Regions from separate parts of the Mus musculus genome. Here region 1 is linked to region 2. A link is a contact called in public Hi-C data. All regions are on one chromosome and are shown on one strand. Each heading gives the region's core, a stretch centred on a gene start, on an enhancer-like site or on the middle of the called end of the contact. The rest is flanking DNA. Distances are from core to core; before and after follow the strand shown.

What was found. A called contact is a pair of places that touch in the nucleus more often than the background predicts.
Region 1: a contact with region 2 is called in a Hi-C map of embryonic stem cells, with 2.6 times the contacts expected there. The contact joins the enhancer-like site here to the promoter of C2cd4a in region 2. A contact is called at or near these places in 16 of 39 promoter capture datasets (3T3-L1-derived adipocytes, the C10 cell line, the HPC-7 cell line and 13 more), 1 of 15 datasets of contacts at CTCF or cohesin (large pre-B cells), 59 of 484 Hi-C or Micro-C datasets (the 63-12 cell line, the C2C12 cell line, CD4 T cells and 31 more), 19 of 115 datasets of contacts at active chromatin or transcription factors (T-cell acute lymphoblastic leukemia, bone marrow-derived dendritic cells, embryonic basal ganglia and 9 more) and 5 of 9 other capture datasets (adipose tissue, embryonic stem cells, liver and 2 more).

What each region holds. Positions count from the first base shown.
Region 1 is chr9:67,950,827-67,956,964 of GRCm38.p6, forward strand. Vps13c (vacuolar protein sorting 13C) reads left to right here. Exons shown (of 85, transcript NM_177184.4): 61 at 484-873; 62 at 2,108-2,212; 63 at 2,898-3,062; 64 at 3,712-3,840; 65 at 4,106-4,239; 66 at 4,841-4,967. Among named protein-coding and RNA genes, the nearest start is that of Gm20745, 72 kb to the right of the region's middle. Within about 2 kb of position 4,740, at least 9 of the 459 cell types and tissues checked have an H3K27ac peak or open chromatin away from gene starts, as enhancers often do. A contact at or near this core is called in embryonic stem cells and granulosa cells, where this site is marked.
Region 2 is chr9:67,829,024-67,835,124 of GRCm38.p6, forward strand. It overlaps C2cd4a (C2 calcium-dependent domain containing 4A), which reads right to left and starts at 3,307. Exons shown (of 2, transcript NM_001163143.1): 1 at 3,227-3,307; 2 at 1,509-2,779. The coding sequence starts at 2,736. The coding sequence ends at 1,732.

The sequences.
Region 1 (6,138 bases), core at 3,490-5,989, 120 kb after region 2:
AGTTCCTCTGCAAGGCCAGTAATGCTGAGCCATCTCTCCAGCCCTAGCATTGGTTTTTAGAGCAGATCCACCCTGCCGAGCCTGATGTTCCTGGTTTCTGTAATTATAGTAGCTGTGATAGAATCCCCATGGTATAGGAATAAAAAGGATGAAACTGACACCCAGTAGTTCAGGTGGCTCATTTGATAATCCAGCTCTACTGGGAATAGCTGGGGTCTAAGACCCAGTCTTTGACATAGACACAGATTTTTCCCAAAATTAAGGATGGTTTGCCTATGCGATAGCAAGAAGACACTCTCACTGTGGCTGTGATAGACGGTTTCCTTTGGAGTCCCTAGTAATTGCTGAGAATTTCTAACATATAAGCATGGCTAGACTTGGTGGTCAGCCTTCCTTGGGAGGATATTTAGCACTGTGTAAAATAGAGATTTTGTTAGTAAAGAAGTGTGCTCAGTAAACTTGGTTTTGTGTGGTTGTTTTTAGGGAACCGCAGAAACCCACGAGCTGGCAGAAGGCAGTTCTGCTGACGTCCTTCACTCACGGATCAGTGGCGAGATCATAGAGCTCGTCCTGGTGAAATACCTGGGCAAGAACTGGAACGGACACTTCCGCATCTGTGACACACTTCCCGAGTTCTTCCTCGTGTGCTTTTCCTCAGACACTGCAGAAGTGATGACAGTTGACCTGTCAGTTCACGTCAGGCGGATTGGCTGCCGAATGGAGCTGTCTGTCTTTAGTCCCTATTGGCTAATCAACAAAACTTCTCGGGTTCTCCAGTATCGCTCTGAGGAGATACATGTTAAACACCCAGCTGATTTCAGGGACATCATTTTATTCTCTTTCAAGAAGAAGAACATTTTTAGTAAAAACAAGGTATGCTCTACCAAGTTAAAATAGGAAAGCTACTAAATCTAGAGACACAGGAATCTAAAAGCATGCTCAGCTGTGTATGCATCGCTCTTGGTATAAATTAAATCCAAGGAGACTCTAAAGACTGCAGAGTGTAGCTGGACATTAGGAACTCACAGCAGCAATCAGCTGAAGCAGGGCTCCCCGTTCTTCAGGGCTATAAGATAACTGCTGTCATTGAAGTCCTGCTGCATGCAACAGCTTTATTTTATCCCCGGCTCCTGCGCTGGTGTGGCATGTGAAAACACTCAGCAGTTGAGTTGGGCCTCCTGTGTTTCCTAAGCCAGTCTTTAGAGAAGAAGTCCTGTGTCCAAGCATGGTCAGTGCTCACACTTTGACTTTATGTATGCTCTGCCCTCTACCCCGATTGCTAGTCCCCCAACTCTACCTATTTTGTCTGTCCTGTTGTATCTGTTGTTCATTCTTAGATACTGCTCATCGCTAATGCATTTTCTGTTTACAGTGACTTTACCTATCCCAGTCCTGTTGCTTAGATCCATGGGACTCAAATCATCTCAGTGTCCATTATTGTCACTTAGATGGCTTTGCAATTGTTTGCTTAATCCTGCCCTTAGGTTCACTTTAGTGATTCTGGACAGAGCCTGAGAATGTGTCTGTAAACAGTCTCAGATGCAGCTGCTGTGTGGGAGCAACTCTTTAGAGTTCAGGTCAATATATGGAGTTGCCTCTGTGTGTCATCTTGGGCTGTCCTTATGCTTGTTATGATCTTGGTGGATGGGTAGGGGTAAGCAGACTGGCAGGGCACAGGCCAGTCTCTTCTGCAAGACTCCACCTAAATCCCAGAGGAACGCCACCATCCTCTCCCCAGCTGCGTTTTACACCTCTTGTGTGGTGTCATAATTCTTAGAACGTGCTTCCTTTTATCTCTGTTGAGTTCCATGCTCACTGAAGACGGCAGCTGTGTCCCTTTAAAACTAACATGAGGGACGTGTCTAACTTTAGTAATTATAATTAAATAATTAAAGACAAATTTTCATTTATTGCTAAGGTGAATGGGATGGTCAGGGTTATACTTCTCTTCCTTGGTTCCCTATACCCATTCAGTATGGTTGTGACTGTATTTTTCTGTGTTTCAAGATACTGGGGAAATTTCTATAAGTCTAGAAATTTTTCTATGAAGTAAAATTAGTTTCATCTTTTAGGTTTCTTACATGATATCATATATTCTCTTGTGTAGGTACAGCTAAAAATTTCAACCAGTGCCTGGTCCAATGGTTTCTCACTGGACACTGTGGGCAGTTACGGGTGTGTGAAGTGCCCGGCCACCAATATGGAATACCTGGTAAGAGGGGCTGCTTCATGACCTTTGGCTTCATTTGCTTCCCCACACTTCAGCAAACAAGCCGGCTCCTAAGGAGCACAGAAGTCTGAAATCAAAAGTTCTTTGGAAGATGGTCTGCAGATTTCTATTATTTTATCAAAGCAGAACTTGAATTTGTCAAAATTCAAATGGGTTGACTTCATTGGATTGGGCAACTTTAGTAATATTCAAGATACATTCAAATCTTCATTCCATATACCCTGTCAGTTATATCTTAAATCTTAAGCCTGACTACTTTGAAAATCTGAATAATCGGATGCCACATGACCCATTTTCTACTGCTTCAGAATTCTGATTTTATTGGTAATAGACAAAGCAATTAAATTTGAGCCTACTAACTATAAAGCACTTAACATTTAGATTATTAATAAGTAAAAAAAAAAAAACAACAACAAACCAGACAGTAAATCGATCATTGCGAGATGTCATTGAGCGTGTGATCTGTGTTTTGTAGTTGATTTCTGGTAAAGCTGGTGTGAGAAGCCAGACCTTTCTGTAGAGGACAATAATAGAATACAGCTTTTACTAGTTACTTATCTAAGACTCCTAGTTTATATATTCTCAGTTGCACGTGTGTGACCTATGTCTTCATTTTTGACACTGAATAAAGAGCAGGAGAATGACCTTGTTTGTCTCCTTCCCTCAGGTCGGGGTTAGCATCAAGATGAGCAGTTTTAATCTCTCACGAGTAGTCACTCTGACTCCCTTCTGTACTGTTGCAAATAAGTCCTCGTTAGACCTAGAAGTTGGAGAGATTGCTTCAGATGGTTCCATACCCACCAACAAATGGCACTATGTTGCTTCGTCAGAGGTAAATTTCCCTAAGATATGGCTGATTCCCAAAATGTACAGATAAGCATAGACACGCATATGTGTTAACTGTGACAGCAACTACAAAAGATCTTTATTTCACCCTATTAGAAAATAATTGGTAATATTTTCTATTAGCTCAGTCTAGATGGCTAGCAGTCATTTTCTAGTTATCCCCATATGACTAAAATTGATCCATGAACTTGGCAAGGCAAATGCAGTGAAGAGTGAGATTTTTAAGTACACAGGAGATGGAGGCATTCTTAATCAGTAAGCTCTTGAGTTTTTTATAATGTAATTGCTATAAGTACATATAGATTAATAGATTTTTATTCTGATGAATGCACTGTGGTCTCATGATTATATCAGTAGGGTTTTCTTTTTGTTTTGCTTTTTTGTTTTTGTTTTTTTAAATGGGTTCTTGCTGTGTAACCTGGGCTGGCCTTGAACTTAGGAAGCTCCCGCTTCAGCTTCTGCGTGTGCCACCACACCCAGCTCGTCAGTGTTGTCAGGGTTTTTACTATGAGGTATAGAGGACATTTGAACAATTTTACTGATATTTTATTAAATAAGATCTAGACTTGAAAATTTAATTACCCAATGTGTTTAATGAACCGCTGTCTTATGTCCTGGTATTATACTTTTTTCAGTGTATTCCATTTTGGCCTGAAAATTTGTCTGGCAAACTTTGTGTGAGAGTGGTGGGCTACGAAGGCTCTTCCAAGCCATTCTTTTACAACCGACAAGACAACGGCACTTTATTGAGCTTAGAGGATCTGGTAAGTCTTCAGATTGCAAAATATCATGTCTTTGACTTTTGAAAGTTGACTGAACTTTTCCTGTGAGTCATGCTATAGAGATCTGGAGATGCCTTGTAGGGCTTCTGGGGGCATTTTAATGACAACACACGTTTGTGGGAGCCAGAGCCAGTGAGAACTTTAGAGATAAGGGACGTGTTTGTAAAGCTGATTGAACGTGGGATGGGTCCATGCAGTTGAGATACTTAGCCAGTAGGCTGAGCACACTTCTTCTTCTCTGAAACAGAATGGAGGCATCCTGGTGGACATAAACACTGCTGAACACTCAACTGTCATAACCTTCAGTGACTATCATGAGGGGTCTGCGCCTGCTCTGATAATGAACCACACACAGTGGGATGTCCTCACGTATAAACAGAGGTATGAGACAAGGCGGGGTTAGATCTCCACTTTGCTTTCAATAATCCATGGTCCTTTCTGGGAAATGTTACAGTTTCACACCCCAGATGGCTTCAGACTTGACAACGGTGGTAAGAGGCATGTGCTGTTTATTCCTAATGCACTGGCAAGTTTTGACATAGTATTCACCAAACACATTTATATTTCTACAGCAAAACTTACGTGTCTGATATGAACTGGGACAAAGAGATGCTTTTAAATATCCCAATCAACTCAAATGGGTCTTTTTGCCAAATGGCTTGAGAGCAAACCTGAGAAAAATCTTTGGGCTTTGGGTCTTTATAAATTTCAGAATGCAGACAAAGGTCTGTGAAATTATGTATTAAACATTATCCTTCTCTTAGTCACTTGGTAATGGCAGTGACCCCGTTCCTGTAAATGCGTGTCTGGAACTGTGCTGCACTGACATAGTCTGTCTGCCCAGGTGCCAGAACTGCTAGCTACAGGGCGTATTAGTGTACTTGTTTTGGGGCTGAGTTGTATGTTATTGACTAAGCAAGTTTATAAGGCCTTTGTGGTGTCTCAAGGCCAGGACATGCTGATCTTCTGTCAACTGTTTCAGTGGGTCACAGGAGGAACTAGTATTGCTGCCAGGAGAAACTCGACTCTTTGCCTGGGCAGATCCCACTGGCATCAGGAAACTCACTTGGAACTATGCAGCTAACTTTGGGGAGCATGATCTCTTAAAGGTACCCTTTGATATGGAAATGCTGTTTTCATGGAAACAAAGTGAATTGAAATGTTCTAAGACTGTTCCTTTTGTGTTTTATACTGCAAACCATTTGTATGAGTCGTTTCTCTGGTTGCTAAGATAAAGTGCGATGCAAGGCATCTTTAAGGAGGAAGGTGTTTGGGCCTCTGATATTCATGGAGCTACAGTCTGTCAAGGCAGGGAAGTTGACGAAGCTGGCCACATTGTGTCTGGAGTGATGGAGCAGAGGTGAAAGCCAGTGCTCAGCTTGCTTTTTCCTTTTGATTCAGGCTAGGACTCCAGCTCCAGCAAGCGTGCTGTCCACATTTAGGCTTATTTCTCTATTTCTGTTCATTTATTTAGAAAATCCCTCATAAGCATGTCCAGAGATTTGTCTCCAAGGTGATTCTAGATCCTATCAAATTGGCAATCAGTATAAACTATTACAGGCGAATCCCTGGTCAACCACACAGCCAGCCATTTACTTTTATACCAGCCTTCCATCTCTTGGCCCTGTGTTGTGACCATTTAATAAGGCAAAATGCATTCAGTCAACCTTCACAAGACCCTCTAGTTGTTAAGAGTCCCAACACTGTTTAGAACTGTGAGTCTTGGACAATCATGAAAAAGTTACATATTTCTAACATACTGTGGCATAGAGTAAACATTTCTAGTCCAAAAACGGGGGGTGGGGGCAAAGCATGGAATGATCATATGCAAACGAGAGAATCCAGCAGGGAGAACATGAAATCCTGCAGCTCCATGCTCAGCATCTAGGGCTTGTGGAGGAATCACCTGAGGTACAGAGGGCTGGGTCACCCTGCTCTGCCAGCTCTGCTGCCTGCAGCAGACACAGCCCCTCTCTCTGAAGCACCCTCACCTCCATACCTGAAGCTTTTCTCACAGATGCCCCCTGGGTCCAGCATCTCAAAAATCCTGGGATTTCCACTGCCACTTATTTACCCCTGTCACACACATAGGCACACACATAGGCACACACATAGGTACACACACACACACACACACACACACACACACACACCTCTTCTTATGCTGACTTCTTTTCTCAGCAGGAACTGCTCTCCAGTTGGAGAGACAGGCAATCATCTTACCACACTGGTGCTAGTAAAGCAAGCTTGAGATCCTGCACAGAGCCCTGCCACACTAGC
Region 2 (6,101 bases), core at 2,057-4,556:
CAATAGGCTTGAAGGGCAAGGATATAGTAAATACGAAAAAGGGCAGGAGTCGGACAAGAACTACTGTTCCACCATCGCTCATGTGGCTAACAACAGCAAGCTGCTAGAAGCAGGGGATTTAGACTGTGGTGATATTTTCCACTGGTCGCTGTTGTAAATCCTCACCTCAGTATTCAGTCTGAGATGTACCAGAAACGGAAACTCTTTTCTTAATGGCATCCTTTGGGGGCACCCATTGTTAACACTGCCAAACAGAGTGGTCACGGAAACCATTTCTGAGTCCAGCCTGATAATGTGGCCACCGTTTATGCTGTCTTGTACATTTTAATGTGGTTTGCCCTTGCTTAGGCCATGTCTTCTACTCACCTGCCCAAGAAAGGGAGGAGTAACCCAGCTTGATAGTGAGTATGAGGGATGAAGGAAAACCATCCTTAGGACACAGGAAAGCTTATTAGAAGCCAGAGGTAGAACACCATCCTGTGTGCTCTCCAGTGTGCTGCAATGGCGGATTAGCTCAGCGGGAGTCAGTGGAAATGGGGTTCTGGATCCTATGGGTCTGAGGTGGCTTAGCATTTTCCTCAGTCTCAGACTGATGGCATTAGCATTTGTCCATATGTCACCGTTTCCACCAGTCTGCTTTCCCTGATGAAAATGGGGAATATGATTTCAAACTCAGAACCATTTTTTTCAGACACTTTTGGAGGATGAATATTTATTTGTTTGTTTGTTTATTTCAGGCAGGGGCTCATTTAGCTTATGCTAGCTTTTACTCCCTGCATAGCAGAGGATGACCTTGAACTCCTGACACATCTGCTTTCTCCTTCCAGTATTGTGATTACAGGTGTGTGTTGATAGGAACTAAGGGTCATACAGTCCTGGGGATGGAACCTAGGACTTTGTATGTGTGAGGCAAGCACTCTACTAACTGAGCTATGCCCCAATTCCCAGACAAGCATTTTAATACTGACGTCCAACATTCAACCCCCGACTTTTCTTTATTTTGTGCCTCAGTATTCTCATCTGCAAGATGGGAATAGTCGTGCCTATTATTAGGGTTGGGGTGAGGTCACCCCGGAGTAAAGCTTGCAGGGATTTTTCCTCTCCTTCCCTCATGAAGGTCCCACAATCTTCACTAGATTCCAATTATGGCCATGAGGCCTGGTGGCAAGCACCTTTACCCATTCATCAATGTTACTAGACACTGGCCTTTCTTATGTAACATCTTAATGCATCGTAAGTAACTGACACTATCAGTCTCAAAGGACGCCATGGAATAAATGAACTTTAAAAACGAGGCTGGTCTGACATCGACAGTAACTATTTTCCAGTTGGAATGTGTGAACAGATTAAATACAATTGCTGCCTACAGTGGGGAACACTGCTCAACACTACCCCATTGCACAACAGAAATTTCAAGGTGTCTGCCCACACAAAAAGAAGCGACGTATATTACTATAATAATTTAGGATTAGCTCTGCCAGAATTGGACTGAAACAAAGCCCTGGCTAGAAAAATGAACACATGTTTATTTTGTACAAATGGCTGTCAGTCATTGTCCAAGAGCCAAGAGGCTGAGAGTGTGCCAGGACCAAAACCTAAGAGTGTCTCAGGGCCAAGAAGCTGCAAGTGTTCCAGGACCAAGAGGAGGCTACAAGTGTCTCTGGGCCAAGAGTCTCTGTGCATCTCATGGCCAAGCGACCTTAGGTGTCCAGGGCTCCAGGGAAGCCGCGCTCATAGCAGTAGCAGAGAGCCCAGCAGCAGCTCGCCCTGGCCCAGCCGCCGTCCCTTGCTCTCCGCCTTGATGCGCACGGCCAGGCGGCGCAGCTGCTCCTCCGGGAGCCGGTCAAAGCAGCAGTCCTGGTCCAGGGCGGCCTTGCGGCTGCGGCGGACCACACTGGCACGCTGCTGGCCCGACGGCCTCAGCACCAGGCTGAGGCGGCAGCCCAGGGCGCGGGGTTCCAGCGCGGCGGCCGGGCCCTCAGCGCGCAGCAGGCGGAGGCGGAGGCAGGCGCTGCGCGGACAGTATTCGGCCGCCAGGCGCAGCGTGCAACCCCCGCGGCCCAGAGCCACGCTGGCTTCAGCTTGCAGGCGCTCGGGATCCGGGCTGCTGGGGACCGGGGGCGCGCAGGAGGCGGCGCGCTCGTGCTCGTCGCCGCGGCACGGGGGGCGCGCGCTGGCCAGACGTCGAGGGGCTCGAAGTGCGCGGCTCAGCAGCTTGCCCGGGGAGCGTAGGAGGCGGCGTCTGCTGGGAGCAGGAGTGGGCGTCGGGACCCGGGCAGCGTCTGGGTCGCCCGGGGCAGGGCGCGGAGCGTCCGGGACTCGGCGGGGGCTCGCGTAGGTGTGCGTGCGGTGGCGAAGCCCAGGCCGGCGGACCGGGACACCTGGGTGGCCGAGGAAGAGCGACTCCTTTCGGCGCGTGTGCGGGCTCTCGAGCAGCGCGCAGAAGCCGTAAGCGGTGCGCGCGCGGGGTAGGTGCGGCAGCGAGAGCGCAGCCTGGGAGCGCGGGTCCCAGTCTGTGCGGCCCGCGCCGTCGTCGGCCTCCGTGTCTGCAGCCCAGGCTTCGCGCAGCGCAGCCCAGGCCGTGCTAGGTTCCAGCCTCGGCGGGATGAAGAACTCTGGGATGCGGTCTGGAGTGAGCACGTTTGCGCACGCAGCGGATGAGCGAGCTTTGGAGCGGTGGACGCGCCCCGGGAGAAACCCATCTCGGTCCCGCAAGAGCCGCTCCAGACACCACATCTGGCCGCTAGTGTCTGAACCCTGTGATCCTGTTCCAGGCTGCCTGCAACACATAAACACATACCAGTCAGAGACAGTCTGGAGGAAAGCAGGAATTTCTGTCTCTTTTCTTTGACATCGTCCTGTCCTGAGCCTTACAAGACAAAATGCATCCCTCACCACAATTACAAACTGTTTTTACAGATTGAAAAACAATCGTATATCGCCCACCCTGTCTCTAGTCAGATGCCAGGTAGATTTGCAGTTTGCTTCAGTCTTTTCCGTCCTACCTCTTTACCTTTGTCTTCTAACTTGCGCCTCTGTCCCTAGTTCCAAGAGGCGCTTTGCTTTGATCATTTGTGCACTCATTTCCTGAAACCTTAAGTGTCTAGTACACTCTAGTTCTGCGCGAGAACACACACACACACCCCAGAAATGGTTTCTCCTTCTAGAGAGCTTCGGGCCACCTGGGTCTAACACCCAGGAGGGAACTGGATTCCCATTCATATACCTGGTATTCAGAGTCAGATGGTTTTCCAACCCGGAGAAACGCGGAGAAATTCAAAAGAGCGCGGCAGAGTTGATTCCTGATGTTCCAGGATAGCTGGTCCGGGCTTTTATACGAGCTGTCACGCTGCTGCTTGGTAACCTGACGCCTGGCCCTCCCAGGTCCCTCTGCCACGTGGATGGATTTGCTGAGCTGATCCTGCAGCTAGTTCTGCTGTGGTTGGAGCTGTTCTCTAAAACCCTGAACGAGTTTGTTTCCTCACATGGAAAACAAGATTTAGTGTGGACCATGTCGCAGTCCTTGTGAGGACGGATGGGCAAAATGAACGTGAGTGCACAGAAGCACTCTGCACGCACCATTGGAAAGAAGCCAGAAATCGGGTTTGTCTTACCCAAATGGCCGTTCCCATCTCCCACCTTCTTGCTGCCAGCATTGCCTTTTTTTTTTTTTTTTTTTTTTAACTTTCTGCTTTCTGTTCTGATTTTAGAGGTCATTTCTCTGTTGATTTTAAATCACTCTTGGGTGGTGGTGGGGGTTATGGGGTTCCGGAAACGTTACATATTTGTCTTGGGTGGGGTTACAGGGGTGTATTCCTATGTAAAGAAATCATCCAGTGTACACTTAAGATATATATTTTAAAATAAAAAAAACCACAGCCTTCTTAAGCAGGATGCTAATTTTTAACTAGGGATTCAATTATACTCCACACATCCAGCCACTGGTATCGTCCCTTTGGAAACACACACTAGCCATATCTGACCTTTGCACACTGTGTCTATCTGAGACCTCCATCCTTTCTCTTGAAAACTGGTGTTTATCCTTTAAGAGAGTTGCTTGCAGCTCGAGTGGAAAGAGATTCCGAAACATCTGGATCAGAGTATGGACATAGGGTATTTCTGAGTAGCTGCCTTGCAAATTAATGGCCTCTTCAAGCAGTGTTGAATGAGTTAGTCAACTTTAGGCAAGTGGGGGGGGGAGGTTCTGTTTGGGGCATGTCCTGTGTGTGTTTTGCATACAGAACATACAGGTAATGTGCTATAAAGTTGTCACAGAAACCTTAGGAAATTTGGATTATCCATGTTTTATAAACAAACACCTCCCCCCAGCACTTCAGATGTTAAATAACTTACCCATTGTCACTAAGGAAGGAAATGAAAGGAATGCCCATTAATGAGTAGTAAATGCATTATTAGGGGAGTAATATATATTGTTACGCAACGTGAATGGAACATAGCAAATGTTAAAGACACAAGCAGTGAGTTCTGCTGTTCTAGTGTTCTGTGGCATCAGTTTGGTTACTTTCAATGAGAGTGGGAACAGTGGCAGAAATTAAGAACACTGGCTTTGAATTCACGGCAGACAGGTATCTTACTATGAGCAGCTTATTATGAGCAGGTTACTGAGTGTTTCTGAGCCTTGGTATCCAACGTAAAGACCACAATAATACACAGTGTGGGTTTGCCCTTGGATAACATATGCAATGCAAATGAACACTTTAGCATAGGACCAGATGTGCATAATGTTAGCTGTTCTGTCCGCTGTCAGTACTTTAAACACTCCTTAGATCATTCATGTGTTTAAAGCAGAATTTATATACTGCTTCCTGGGTTCTGTCATGATAGATCCATGAATCCAGGCTGTCCCAGACCCAGTCAGCTTATGTTCAACTCTTAGAAGAAAAAGGAAATGGTAAAGTTGAAATATTTGAATTTCATCTAGCCAGGGAGGTAGTAAAGAAGAAAAAATGTAAAACTATTTTATTTTTAATATGTGTATGCACATGAGGGCACATGTGCGCGCGCGCGCACACACACACACACACACACTCATGCACGTGCCTGCACCCAGAGGCCAGAAGAGGGCGACGAATTCCCAGGAGCTGAAGTCCCGGTTGTGAGCTGTCTCCCAGGGGTGCTGGGAACCTAACTTTGGCCCTTCACAAGAGCATCAAGTGCCTTTAGCCACGGAACCATCTCTCCAACTTCAAGGGACTTTGGACTCTTTTAACATTTAGTCTGATAGGATAGGCGAGGGTCCCTGGGTCTGTGACTAGCTTCTCCTTCATCTTATAACGTCTCTATTCCTGGCTCAAATTCTTGGACCAAGGTTCAGTCTGTAAGAGAGTAATTGTTAAGCTTTACCTAAAGGCCATGTACAGATGTTCAAACTCAAGGTTTTTCTCCTGAGGAAAAGTGCTGCCGATTGCATGTGATCCTGGATGTTGGTTACATCGACAAGGACCACGAGAACTCAGTCTGAGAAGTTGTGACTCAAGGTTACTCTCCTGCTGAGTGCAGCTTGTAGATAGAAGTGATCATATCTATCACATAGATTGCTGTCAGAGTAAAGACATTCTTGTGGATTCTCTGGGCAGACAGCAAGTGCTGGCTAACAGCCGTTGTTATTGTTACCATGCATGCTTGTTTAGCCAGGAATTAGCTGATTCACACTGCAAGCCTTGAAAAACAAACCCTCTGCTCAGCCAAGCAGAGTGGGCTTGTTTTATTTTTATTAACAGTCCACCTTCTTTAGTAACACCTTATAGACATTTCCTGTATAAGGTTTCTTGAAAACAACAGAGAAGCAGCCTCGTAGGCCAATTCTCTGTGACCACAGAAGTCTCATGTTTTACTTGACACGGAAGCATGAGCCATCCGGTACTTGGGAGGTTGCTGTCGTCTGGTCCAGCCAGGTGTCCAGAACACACAAATCTACTCAAAAGAAGGCAGTGATCTTTCTGGGCTCACACCTGTAGCCGTGGGGCCATCTAGAGATGGATCTGTGAAAACAACACCCATCGTGGCTGGATGTATCCTCAGAGTAAATAGAAAAGGAACATTTAAGAACAGATTTAGTGAGGAAGGAATGGGAGGGGTTG